2 separate regions of the Triticum aestivum genome follow, and region 1 is linked to region 2. Evidence: chromatin contacts called from public Hi-C data. All regions are on one chromosome and are shown on one strand. The core of a region is the stretch at or near the end of the contact, and the rest is flanking DNA. Distances in the headings are between cores, read along the strand shown. Region 1 holds the start of LOC123072044 (CBS domain-containing protein CBSCBSPB1). Region 2 holds the start of LOC123072043 (calmodulin-binding transcription activator 4).

What was found. Hi-C and Micro-C count contacts between places; a contact is called where the count stands out from the background.
Region 1: a contact with region 2 is called in a Hi-C map of leaf, with 5 times the contacts expected there. The contact joins the promoter of LOC123072044 here to the promoter of LOC123072043 in region 2. A contact is called at or near these places in 3 of 5 Hi-C or Micro-C datasets (all in leaf) and 1 of 1 datasets of contacts at active chromatin or transcription factors (leaf).

What each region holds. Positions count from the first base shown.
Region 1 is chr3B:730,913,970-730,919,941 of IWGSC CS RefSeq v2.1, forward strand. LOC123072044 (CBS domain-containing protein CBSCBSPB1) reads right to left here and starts at 1,708. Exons shown (of 14, transcript XM_044495604.1): 1 at 1,385-1,708; 2 at 775-943; 3 at 548-680; 4 at 290-460; 5 at 98-176. The coding sequence starts at 1,539.
Region 2 is chr3B:730,656,187-730,662,026 of IWGSC CS RefSeq v2.1, forward strand. It overlaps LOC123072043 (calmodulin-binding transcription activator 4), which reads right to left and starts at 3,858. Exons shown (of 12, transcript XM_044495602.1): 1 at 3,534-3,858; 2 at 2,705-2,830; 3 at 2,511-2,626; 4 at 2,249-2,337; 5 at 1,556-1,601; 6 at 1,062-1,211; 7 at 770-980; 8 at 517-641; 9 at 1-57. The coding sequence starts at 3,552.

The DNA.
Region 1 (5,972 bases), core at 458-2,957, 260 kb after region 2:
AAGAAATTGAGATCAGCTAATAAGTATTCTGTAACAGCATTTATTCTGGAAATAATAGAGAAAGACATTTATTAGAAAATGACAGGATATTACCTACTTTGAATTCTCAGATATAATTGTCGACAGTGATGGCTTAAACATCCGTTCACGAAGAGTTTCAACAAAAGTGTTGGGACCTGCAAAGTAAATAGAGAAAGCATTAAAAGGGCAAATTGCTGACTCATGACAGTAACGTTTAGTGGCTATCATACAAGAAACTGATACAAGTGAAACATAACAGACTACAGACCAGATACAGATGTTCCCCAATGCTTCTCAACACCCTCAACAGCAGCAGCGATTGCTCTTCCTTTCTCAGCTGCCCTTTCCATTCGTGCAATAGCATCATATAGGCACTTGGCTATGTCCAGTAGCGCAATGACTTCCCCATTGTCCACAACAGGTAAATGTCTGAACTTACCTGGAATCATGTGACACTTTTTCAGCCAACATTATTAAGATAAGAAGTAAGAAGGCATCCCAAGTATCAGGAGGAACATTCACAAACCTTGCACCATTTTCTGCAATGCCTCGACCGCGAGAGTGTCCCCGAGAACAAAGAGAGGGTTTCTAGTCATGACCTTGGAAACTGGTGTGTCTTCTAGCTTCAATTCACGAGCAATAACCCTTGTGGTTATGTCCTGATACGAGCCCGCAAAACGCAGCACATAGTTAGAATGATTGGTCTACCAGGCATCACCTGGAGCAGATGAAGAGAAGAAAGATCTACCTCACCTTGTCAGTAAGGATCCCGCAGAGCAGCGCGTTGGAGTCCGTCAGCAACACGGCATCAACTCTACGCGCGGCCATCCTCCGACAGGCCTCGTACACAGTGGTGTGGTCCGGTATCGTCAGTGCCTTGGACAGTCTCAGTCTCTTAACGGTTCTCTCCCCAGTCACCATCCTGAGGGAGGCAACATTTTTCAGTTACAACCACATCTCATGCGATTTCAGCTGTATTCCACTTTGCATCAAGAAACATCTGGTGCCGCCGTCTTACAGATTCCAAATTCCACAATCATGCATACGCAGATATGCAGGATGCCAATCATAATAGATAGATAATGAGATTTACAGGTTAATCATAATGCCTGTGGCTGTGTACCAATCATGTCGCTCGCTGACTAAAAGTAAAATGGTTCTTGCGGCCCGCAGCGATTGCTTCAAATCAAATCTAGCCCTTAGCCTAAGGAGCAAACTAGCGCTCGACCAGAAAGCTATTCCGTAAGAGCCCCGTAAGCTACCCCGTGCCTGCACGGCATCGCGCGACCCAACAGCGACGCTACCAGCGTGGAAATGACTCATAGCAACGAATCAATAGCAAGGGCGGGGGATAATCACGTACGAGGTGGTGCGGGAGATGGTGGCGGAGGACCTCCTGGCGGCGGCGGCGTCGTGGCCGTTCTCCATGGACGGCCCCCTCCTCCTGGGGCCGGCGGCCGAGGAGATGCTCCTCCGGGAGGGGTGCGGCCCTCCTCCCCCGCCCCCGGCGCCGTCCATCCTCGAGCCGCCGCGGGAAAGGGGGAGGCTCTCCGACCGACGGCGGCGCTGATCCGGGGAGGAGGCCGCGGCGATCCGGATAGATGGGAGGAGACGGAGGCGGAAGGGAGGCCGAGGCTGCGGCTGCGGCTAAACTCGTTCGACCAATTGGAATCTTTGCTTTTTTTAGCCTGGCGGAAGGAAAAAGCCGGATTATTTTGGTTGGAGCTGCTCCCATTTTCTCTGACGCGAAAGGTTCGTTTTGCACGGGCACGCTGCTGCGTGCACCCGACGCAGCGTACACTTGCTCGTGCTCCACGTGACGTACGCCTAGTGGGCATCTCTCCCATTTCGTTGGGTTGACCCAACTTGCTTTCTTTTCTTTCTCGAGATTATTCTGAAATTTTTTCTCTCTTTATCGAGTCAAGTAAGTTGAAAGAGCAGGTTTTTTTTATGAGTTTTTTTTTGAACCTCGGTGACCTTTATTACATAATAATCATATCAGTTACAAGGGAGGGAATTAAGAAATCAGGGGATGCTCTTGCGAGGCCTCATTTAACTTCCTTCTATAACTAGTCCTGGCTAGCCAATGCGCTACCCCATTACTCTCCCCAGCACAGTGAACAATCGTCGCCCTGCCGAAGGAACTCAACACCTGTCGGCAATCATCCGTCAACATCGCAGCCGAAGCACGGTACTCCGAAGGATCCTCCATAGCTTGTACTATCTCCTGTGAGTCGGACTCCACAACCAGTGCATAAATACCCAAATGCTCTGCCAATCGCAGTCCTTCCAAGAGGGCTAACGCTTCCATAGAGGGAACATCCATGGCATACTGTCGAAATGAACAAGAAGCGGCAATAAACACTCCTGAGCTATCTCGTAAGACAGCTCCAGTTGCTCCCGCGCCCTCATCCACATGTGAAATCACCGAAACTGGTACAAAGAAGTCCAACGAGAACGGTGGGAGGCTACTTCTCTGAACAAAATGTTTCAGATGGTTACGAAGTCACGACCATAAGGAATTGCTTTTGAAAGATGGGAGGCACTAATCCGAACAAAATGTCCGTTGTGTGTTGATCATAAATGGAACACAAGGTGGTACCATCATTAGGCATGTTTTCGGAGACACAATATGCACTATGGTGCGCGGCAAGTTCTTCTGGAACCTTCTGAAGGTGAACTTTCTTCGTCTGGGCCATCTTGATATGAGTTTAATGAACCAGCTACATTTTCGTTGTTGTTTTCTACTTGTTATTTGCATGATACATCTCATGGATGGAGGACTAACATTGGATAGTGACTCTATATAACATCAAGATAATGAGTTCACGGTGTGCACCAAATACTGCACGGCCACACCACTCTTTCCAATGGTGATTAGGATCTCGGTCCGAGGAGGGGTGCGGAGCACCCTAGGGTATCGCCATGGACTTGGCTCCATCGCCAAGGGACACACACATCACATATACTAAGGTGGATTATATCCTTTATGTGTGCCTTCTTGGTTCTCTCGAGGATGGTACTACTTGACCATCCTACCATTTGCACATATACGTGTTGGGCCAATGATGAACGTGCAATGGAGGAAGTCATGCACAAGCGACCACCCACGCCATTCGTGAGGGAAACATGGAAGCAAAGCAGGAACCGTGAAGATGAAGGCAAGGTTCCACAAGCATCGACGAGTGTCCACATGAAGGCTAACAACCGCGAAGCCCTCTGGATACCCGGTGTGCATGGCATGTGGCCCCCCATGCCCACGGACTGCGTCCAGCTCTCTGAACACCCCGTGCACATGGGTCATTTACCCACGAACCCTCCTTCATGCACACGGGATTGCCTGCGAGCAACCATGGGGAAATAACCCTTGTACCCTTACTCACCCCTTCATTTGCCCATGACTATATATACTCTTCCCCCTCCTCCATCATATGGTTAGCAAAGTATACACTTAGACACTGGGAGAGTTTTGCGCCTTATACCTCCTCCTAGAGGAACAAGACCTCCAACCTGAAGAAGGATCTCATCATAAATCATCAAGACCTCCAACTTGGAGAAGGATCTCTAAGTGTATAATCAAGACCTCATCTCGCCCATAGAGATTTGGGAAGAGCCTACCCTTTTAGTTTATTGCTTGTTGCTTGTAGATTCAAGATGTATCTTGATTTGGATGTTGAGAGAGAACATGTGTGATGTGGATATTATTATTGTGTGTTCCCCCTTTTTGTTTTTCTTTTGTTCTTCCCCAATTCCACCACCAAATCATAAAGATTGGGCAAAGAAGGGCTTGGCCTACATCAATATGTCTTTTTAAGTCTTAGCTATCAACCAGACATTGGTAATACTTGTGTCTTTAGTGTTGAATCCTTAAAAAAAACTAATTGAGTTTTCTTTTTGACGGGAAGGCCTTCATGGCTAGCTTTATTAAAATAAAAAATGGATACATCATCTGCCAAAAAATTGGCAATAAAACCCGGAGGTGCCTCAACCACATAGATGGATTGTTTGCACGCCCATGCTCAACTAGCACATGAGCTGTTATATTTGACTATCTATTACAATGCTTAAGATTAACCTTCGCGACATCTCTAAGTAGTTCCTTGCAATCATCCAAAATTGGAGCAGCCACCATCGATTTGTCCTTCGGTGAGTCGTAGAGCATTTACTACAATGATGTTGTCCATCTGCATGAAGATGTTATTGCAACCCATACTCTCGACTAGCTTCAGGCCCTCAAGAAGTGTTGCAGCTTCCGCGGGAACTATCTGAGTTTGTTTGTTAGAAAGGGTGGACAAACTGCAACACTTGAGCTTGTTTTATACTGTTTTATAAGGCCCAATGTCTCTTGTGGTGCCTTGCGATTCGCTAGGACTATTTTTCTAGCCCATTGCTAGACCTAGTTGTTGTTTTGTTTGTCACAAACAGCAATCTCAAAACATATAAATGTACAAGTTGCAATGGGTGCAGTGTTGCGGGATCGGCACAAAACTGTAGATGCAGACAAAGTTTTTTTCTTTGTGGTTTTCTTATAGAGGTTTTCAATGTTTGTAGCGGGTTTCTTCAGGTTTTCTAATTTTCTTTGGTTTTTCTTTTTCTCTTTGGTTTTCTTTGTTTTTCATCTGTTTTATTCTTTTTTTTATTTTTTAAACATATATCTTCATTTTTTATACACACTCTACATTTTTTATATGTCAAGAATACTTTTGTATACATTTACCTTTTTTAAAATATATTTTTTGATATCTATTTTTTCATAGAAATTGTACATTTTTCTATGTGCATATAAATATATACATTTGTTTTTAAATACATGATTATCATTTTTTTGAATACATGTTTTCAAATATGTGTTAAATATCTTCCAAATACACGTTGAACCATTTTTTGAATATTACAAAACATTTTTTAACTATGTGGACATTTTTTACATTGTATAAAAATTTATTAAAAATCTTGGAAACATATTTTTCAAATGTAGTGTACTTTTCTTAGTGGTACAAAACATCATTTTTAAATTACATAAACATTGTGAACTGAGCGTAACTCAGATGGTTAGCTTCTTTGTTGTGGAACCAACCCATCAAAGTTCAAATCCTAAACTTGATATTGGTGGTCACATTTTTTTTGATTTGTTTCAGAGCTTCTGGCGATGTGCGTCCAGTGGGAGAATACGCTCTCTTGGACTACGAAGGCATCTCTCACAACTTTGTCAATTTCAAGACGATGTGCAGGCCCAGTCTCTCGGAGAGGATCATAGGGGTATTGGTGTGCGTGCATGCATTCATAGGGGTAGGTGTATGTGTGTAGGTATGAGCGTCTGCATCTGTACTATGTTAAAAAAGAATTATATGAACATTCTTTTACATCATATTTTTTTTTCAAAATTGTCATGTACATTTTCTTGAAATGTGTGATCATTTTTGAAATAGCACGAGCATTTGTTTTGAATACTATCTATCAACATTCTTAATTTTACACTTCTATAAAAATTACACCTTGGTAACAATTTTCAAATTAGTGGCGAATATTTTTATTTATTTATTATAAGTACCTAAAGTTGTTTTGGAATATATGTATTTATAATATTTCTGATAATATAAACAAAAATAAAAGACTGGTGTACATGTACCTCCATGATTAGGGTCTGTGTCTTGCTGCGGGCGAGACACAACGGCTCCCCATTTTGTGAGCCACGGGCCAGTTATTACCAAAAATGCTAATGTAGTCCCGGCTCCAGGGAGCCCAATAAAAAAACATGATATTTATGTATCACAAAAGAAATACAGCATAAAATATGTCAATACACATACACATGTATAGTGCGTTCGTGCGAAATTTTATAACAATATACTTTTACGCATGGCATAGAAAAAATATGTATTGCAAAATGGGCCATTATTTTGTTGTTGGGCCGAATTTTTGTTTTATAGTGTAGCCTACAAATCACAATA
Region 2 (5,840 bases), core at 2,608-5,107:
AACATCACCAAATAGTACCCATAAAATATTGGAGGGGAAGTCTCCTGCAATGACAACCTGCATACCATTTATAGCCTCCAATTAATTATTGTAAGAGATCATGGTAGAAACTGACTTCAACACAGAATTTCCTTAAATACAACAACAACAACAACAACAACAACAACAACAACAACAACCACAAAGCCTTTAGTCCCAAACAAGCTGGGGTAGGCTAGAGGTGAAACCCATAAGAGCTCGCAGCCAACTCATGGTTCTGGCACATGGATAGCAAGCTTCCACTCATGGTTCTGGCACAGAATTTCCTTAAATGGTCAACATTTTTGCCAACGAGGCAATAGATGAACTCAGAGATCATGCACACTCCGATAATTATACCGATATTGGCACTCCCATGTGCCAATATCCCCAAATGGTTCCATATCTTATCAATAGAGCGGAACAACGAAGTAGCATTATTTAACTGACAAAACAACTTGTTGAATTAAGAATATCAACTTCAGCTCCAGGGGATACCTTAGCACTTTCAGAACAAAATGCCCATTCTGGAGAAACCTCATAAATATGGAACCATTGGTTTTCATCAACTGTCACAGGAGGTGAATGCAGAAAAGAATTAAGCTGGTCCTCTTCCAACCATGCTTCCGATCAAGAGAGACATACATGGAAAATTGCAATTTTTCAGAAAGTTTGCTCATGGTAACCCAGGCAGTAATTACCAATGAAAGAATCATAATGCATGGTATTTGGTAGCGCAAGACTAGAGCACCTGAATTTCTTATGACATCAATAGGATCGCGATAAGGTTGGCTTCCTTCAGTACGGTTGTCTTCACTAAACTCCTCCAGTTCATAAAAGATATCTGCAAGGTTTGTACCTGTGTCGAATTCTTCATTCTGGATCCCAGGAATAGGATTAGGATCATGATTTGGCAGAATCTCGCCAGTAACATCATGACGTTCCTTGTTTTCCAGACTCAACTGCATTTCAAGCATCCGCCGCCAATCAAATTGACTTGTATCATTTGATTCATTGTTTATGGTCAGGATCTGGGAACTAACTTCTTCCGCGGATCCTGGGCTGCGCGAGAGGAGACGTGGCGCAATTATCTCACTTGTCAACCCCGGTGAACTATGTGCATCCGCTCTGCTAGCACTGCCATTCTGATAGGATGTTGGTGAACCGTTTAGTGCTGATACTGAAATGCTGCCCTGGTAATCAATCAACAAATAAAGGTTAAGCACAGGATAGCCCCAAAAACAATGCAATGACTTCAGCCACTAATTAATAATGTGCACTAGCTTAACAGGTGAATTAACCAATGGAAATTCTACACGATGTCAAGTTCAATTTCACTGGTGCTTTGCCCCAGTGATCAATTAATCTGATATGTTCAAAGATCGCCCACTGTTGAAGTGAATAGATAACTGTGGAAGTAAACCAACGTTATTTTTTCACTCGTCCTAGTTGGTTAAGCATCAGAATTGCAGATGTGTTTTTTTAGGAAGAATTGCAGATATGTTATGACAAAAGGAAGATAAAACAAGAGACAAACCTCTAGCACATCTCTATAGTGGACAAGAACAATGTGCTCATAAGCCCTGCAAAGATGAATTGCTTCCATTAAATGTGAACTGAAATCTACAAATAAAAAATTGTTATTCACGGGGAAAATAACAGCAAATCATAACCCACACCCCAACAGTAGAAGTCATAGTAATAACAGGGTATAATACCAATATTTTCTGGAACTTACAAGTACAAGAATTGCTGTGCCTATTTTGGAGACTCCTAGTAAAAATATAGGATTGCCCTTAGGAATAAAGTCTCTTGCACTGTTTCACATCATCAGAAAATATGGGAGAACATAGTAGACCATTGCAAATTTTAACATGTCTGCAAGGAATTGGTGAATGTTGGTTTCTATCTGTTGGGAACATCTCAGATGGATGCTGAAACTTCAAAGTAACGACCGTAGACAGAATAACTTGTGAATATGAATTAATGCAACAGGCTTTACCATAGAAGCAAGAAAAGAAAATGACACGTGGCCATGGACTGCTTATATATTCCTCCCTGAGTTCCCATTCAAAAAATCCTCCATGAGGAGCACACATACAAAGTTGCTATTGGGTTTGTGTTCTAAGGAAATCACAATTCATAAACATCCAAGACACAAGAAAAGCTTATGGGAAGCATAGAATACAGTGCATAACATATTCCCCCTACAAGTAACCAGAGTACTCACGGTTCAAGCATCCAATATATCCGCCTCATGAATGTAGGGTTATTTTCTGCACGAGCATAGTAGCAATTCAGTGCCTTTACATTGTCAACCTGAAATTTGTAGGGTCAAACGAGGAAAGCACATTAACTATGCAGCTCATCTGATTGAGTCATAGCAACAAAGCTTACCAACTATTTATTGGATTTCCTTCCTCTTACTAAAATACTATGATTAACACTTGGACTCCTATTACTAGACTAGAGAAGATAAACATTGAACAGACCTTAAGGTACTCGTGTGCTTCGTTACCACTCTTCCCATTCCTCTTTTTTTGCCATTGATACCCATCATTCCGGAAGAACCGATGTACCCTACGGTTGAAAAGGAACCAAGAACCACCTGTAATTTCACCCAGGGCACGCATTAGATTAAATCAGATATCTCGCAAGCAAGAAAACAAAAGGATGGTTTTATTACTCGGTGGCCTCTGAGGGGTCCTGTTTTGGATCCCGAACAGCTCGCAGTTCCGCAATATGTCGAGAACCTCTCTGGGCTTGAGCCATCGCGTCTTCACCTCCCGCTGCAGATTTTGTATGTCGAGACCTGAATTGGAAGAACAAAATGCAACAAACTCGTCACCAACCAGCGAAGATATAAATGACATCATTAAGAACGCATCACAAATAAGTGAACCCGTGACAGCTCATTAACGAAGCAGGGTGGGTCACCATTTAACAACAAAAGAAACATAACAGCAGGCAGGAGGGATCATGGTTTTCAGAGCACTGGGTGAATCAGGAACATGGGTTATGAAGCAGCATAGATAGGATCCGGCACCCAAATCGGAAGAACAAAAATGTAACAAACTTTTCACAAAACAGATCATTAGGAACGCATTGCAAATAAGGTTATATTTCCCAGTTCATTAACGAAGCTGGGGGATCACCACTTTACAACAAAAGGAACATAACAGCAGGAGGGATCATGGTTCCAAAGTATTTACTACTCCGATATTTCTAAAAAAAAAGAGAGTATTTACTAGGAGTAGTAGATAGGATCATGGTTTGAAAGTATTTACAAAAAAGAAAGAAACATAGCAGCTAGGTGAATCAGGAACATGAGCTATGAAGCAGCAATATACAGGATCCGGAACCAAATCCATAGACCTAGTATTTACTACTCCCACCCCACAGCACCCAAACCTAACCCCCCGGCGCTTGGTAACCAAAATCCAAAATCAGCCGCAGGAACCGCACAGGACACGGCGAAAGATTGCAACTTGGGAACCGTGGAATCCAGCCTTTACCTTGCTGCTGCTGCTGCATCGCGGCGGCCCGACGAACTCCGGCGAGCGGACCAAGAACTCGCGCGGCGGGTGGAGTGGCGAGGGCACCGAATATCCGCAGGCGCCACCGAGGTGAGGTCGGACTTGAATGGCCGGGTCGCCGCCAACTACCCCCCAGGTGTTTGCGGTGGGTGGCACCACTTCTTGAATACTGTACTATACTGTTGGATCTGGGACACGCAATCACTCGCTCCGGTCCAGAGATGCCAGTCGGTCGCGCCGAGCAGCGGCAGTTGTTCCAGTGAGGCCGGAGAGGGAGGGGGAGGGGGATTAGTAGGGAGGAGAACGATGAACACGTGAGAGGGGAGGAGGGGAGAGGAGAAACTGCGCGGCGGATTCCTCACACCGGAGACAGGGGACTGAGCTTCACTGATGTGAGGCCAACTCCACCGCACACGTTTCAAAAAAAAAAAAACTCCACCGCACACGACCCCAATGGACGTCCGGATTGGCCGGATTTTGTCCGTTTGAGATGCTGATGGATTTGTCCGTATCTGGCTTTGTCCGTTGGGTCGTGCGTGCGTCCACCGCGCGGCCGCACCCCAAATCATGTCGGGAGTGGACGTGGATAAAAAAATATAAAAACTAGAATGAAATGACTTAAAAAGTAAATAAACGCATTTAAAAAAATATAAAACATATATAGGGGTCACGGCCATAAAATGGCCCACTCTCTCAATCCACTTAAACGGCCCAGTTTCATAATTAACATAAAAACAAAATAAAAAAAGCCTCCCGCGCGCTCCTGCCGCGCCCGTCGGTGCCGTCGCCGTCTTCACTGGCCGCCGGTGTCGTCATCGTCGCTGACGAGGTCGACGTAGGCCGGCGGCGCCTGATGAAACCATGTACCTAGGGTAGGGTCATGGACTTGTCCAAGACACCCTACCCAAGGACATCTCTAGAAGACATCACCTTTCAGTCGACCTGCAAAGGTTCCACTCGACGGACTCGAAGATACTCGACCACGAAACCAAGCACTCGACCAATAGGAAACCTAAAGTCACTCTGCACGTAACAGTATGTCATTAAGTAGCCTTTATGGTCTTCATAGCACTTTATGTGGGCGTTACCAGTAACCCCCTGTCTTAATGTACTTTAAACCTGCATAACTGAGGGCTGGAGGGGTCTGGCGAACTCTATATAAGCCACCCCCTCCTCAGTGTAAAGGGTTCGCACCCCTGTAACTTATACACATATAATCCAGTCGACCGCCTCCGGGCTCCGAGGCGTAGGGCTGTTACTTCCTCCGAGAAGGGCCTGAACTCGTAAAACTCGTGCGTATACAACTACTCCATAGCTAGGATCTTGCCTCTCCATTAGTACCCCCTACACTACTGTCAGACTTAGAACCACGACAGTTGGCGCCCACCGTGGGGCAGGTGTCTTAGCGACTTATTGAAGAAGTTACAATTTTTTCGATCTCCTTCATCATGGTTTCAAGCGGAGTTTTGGTCGAGGGCCGCGAGATCCATCTCGGCGCGCTCACGTTCATCGCCGACGACTTTGCTTGGCTTCAGGAGGCTCCACTCAACATCGACACGCTCCCAGTCCGCGGAGCGACGCACTTTCGCGCGTGCGTCCGTGACGTCCTCCTACGACAACCGTTGACCCAGTATCGGTCGGTCGTTGTGTCATCCTCCCTCCCTGCTTCCCGCCGGCGCAAGCGCTCCGGTCGGTCAAGGCTTCAGCGGTGGGTGAGGCACGCGGCGGCCCGCTAGTCGGCCACCCCTCAAGTCGCGGCAATCGAGCCCGACGAATCTCTCTACGGCCTATTCGACCTGTCGACTGGCTCTGCAGAGACTGCATCCGAATGCGACACTAGTGATCCAGCGGCGGAGGTTCTGATGGTCGATGGACCACGCGGTCCTCCCGGTTTTCCCGGCGACGACGGAGGCGACCCGTCGCGTGCCCATGAGGAGTATCACCCCGAGCCCCTCACTTTGCTGCAAAGGGAAGAACTTCGCCGCCGGAACATGGATGCACTTCACACTCCTATCGTTGGAGAAACCCCTGAGGCTCGTGCCTTAGAGGACGCGCGCTTGGCCAACTTGGCTGAGCGCACTCGACTGGAGAACCTTCAGCGAGCACTCGACGAGCGTGCGCGGCAACGGGTTCCGGACTCCAGTCGGCGTCAGCTCTTTCCACCACCGACTCGGGTATATCGAACTCCGATTCAGAATTTAGCAGCTGCAGCCCGTATAGCAGAGTCAATTCAGCCTTCCCAGTCAGAGGCTGGCAGAGGCTTGATGCAGATCAGAGATTTGCTCC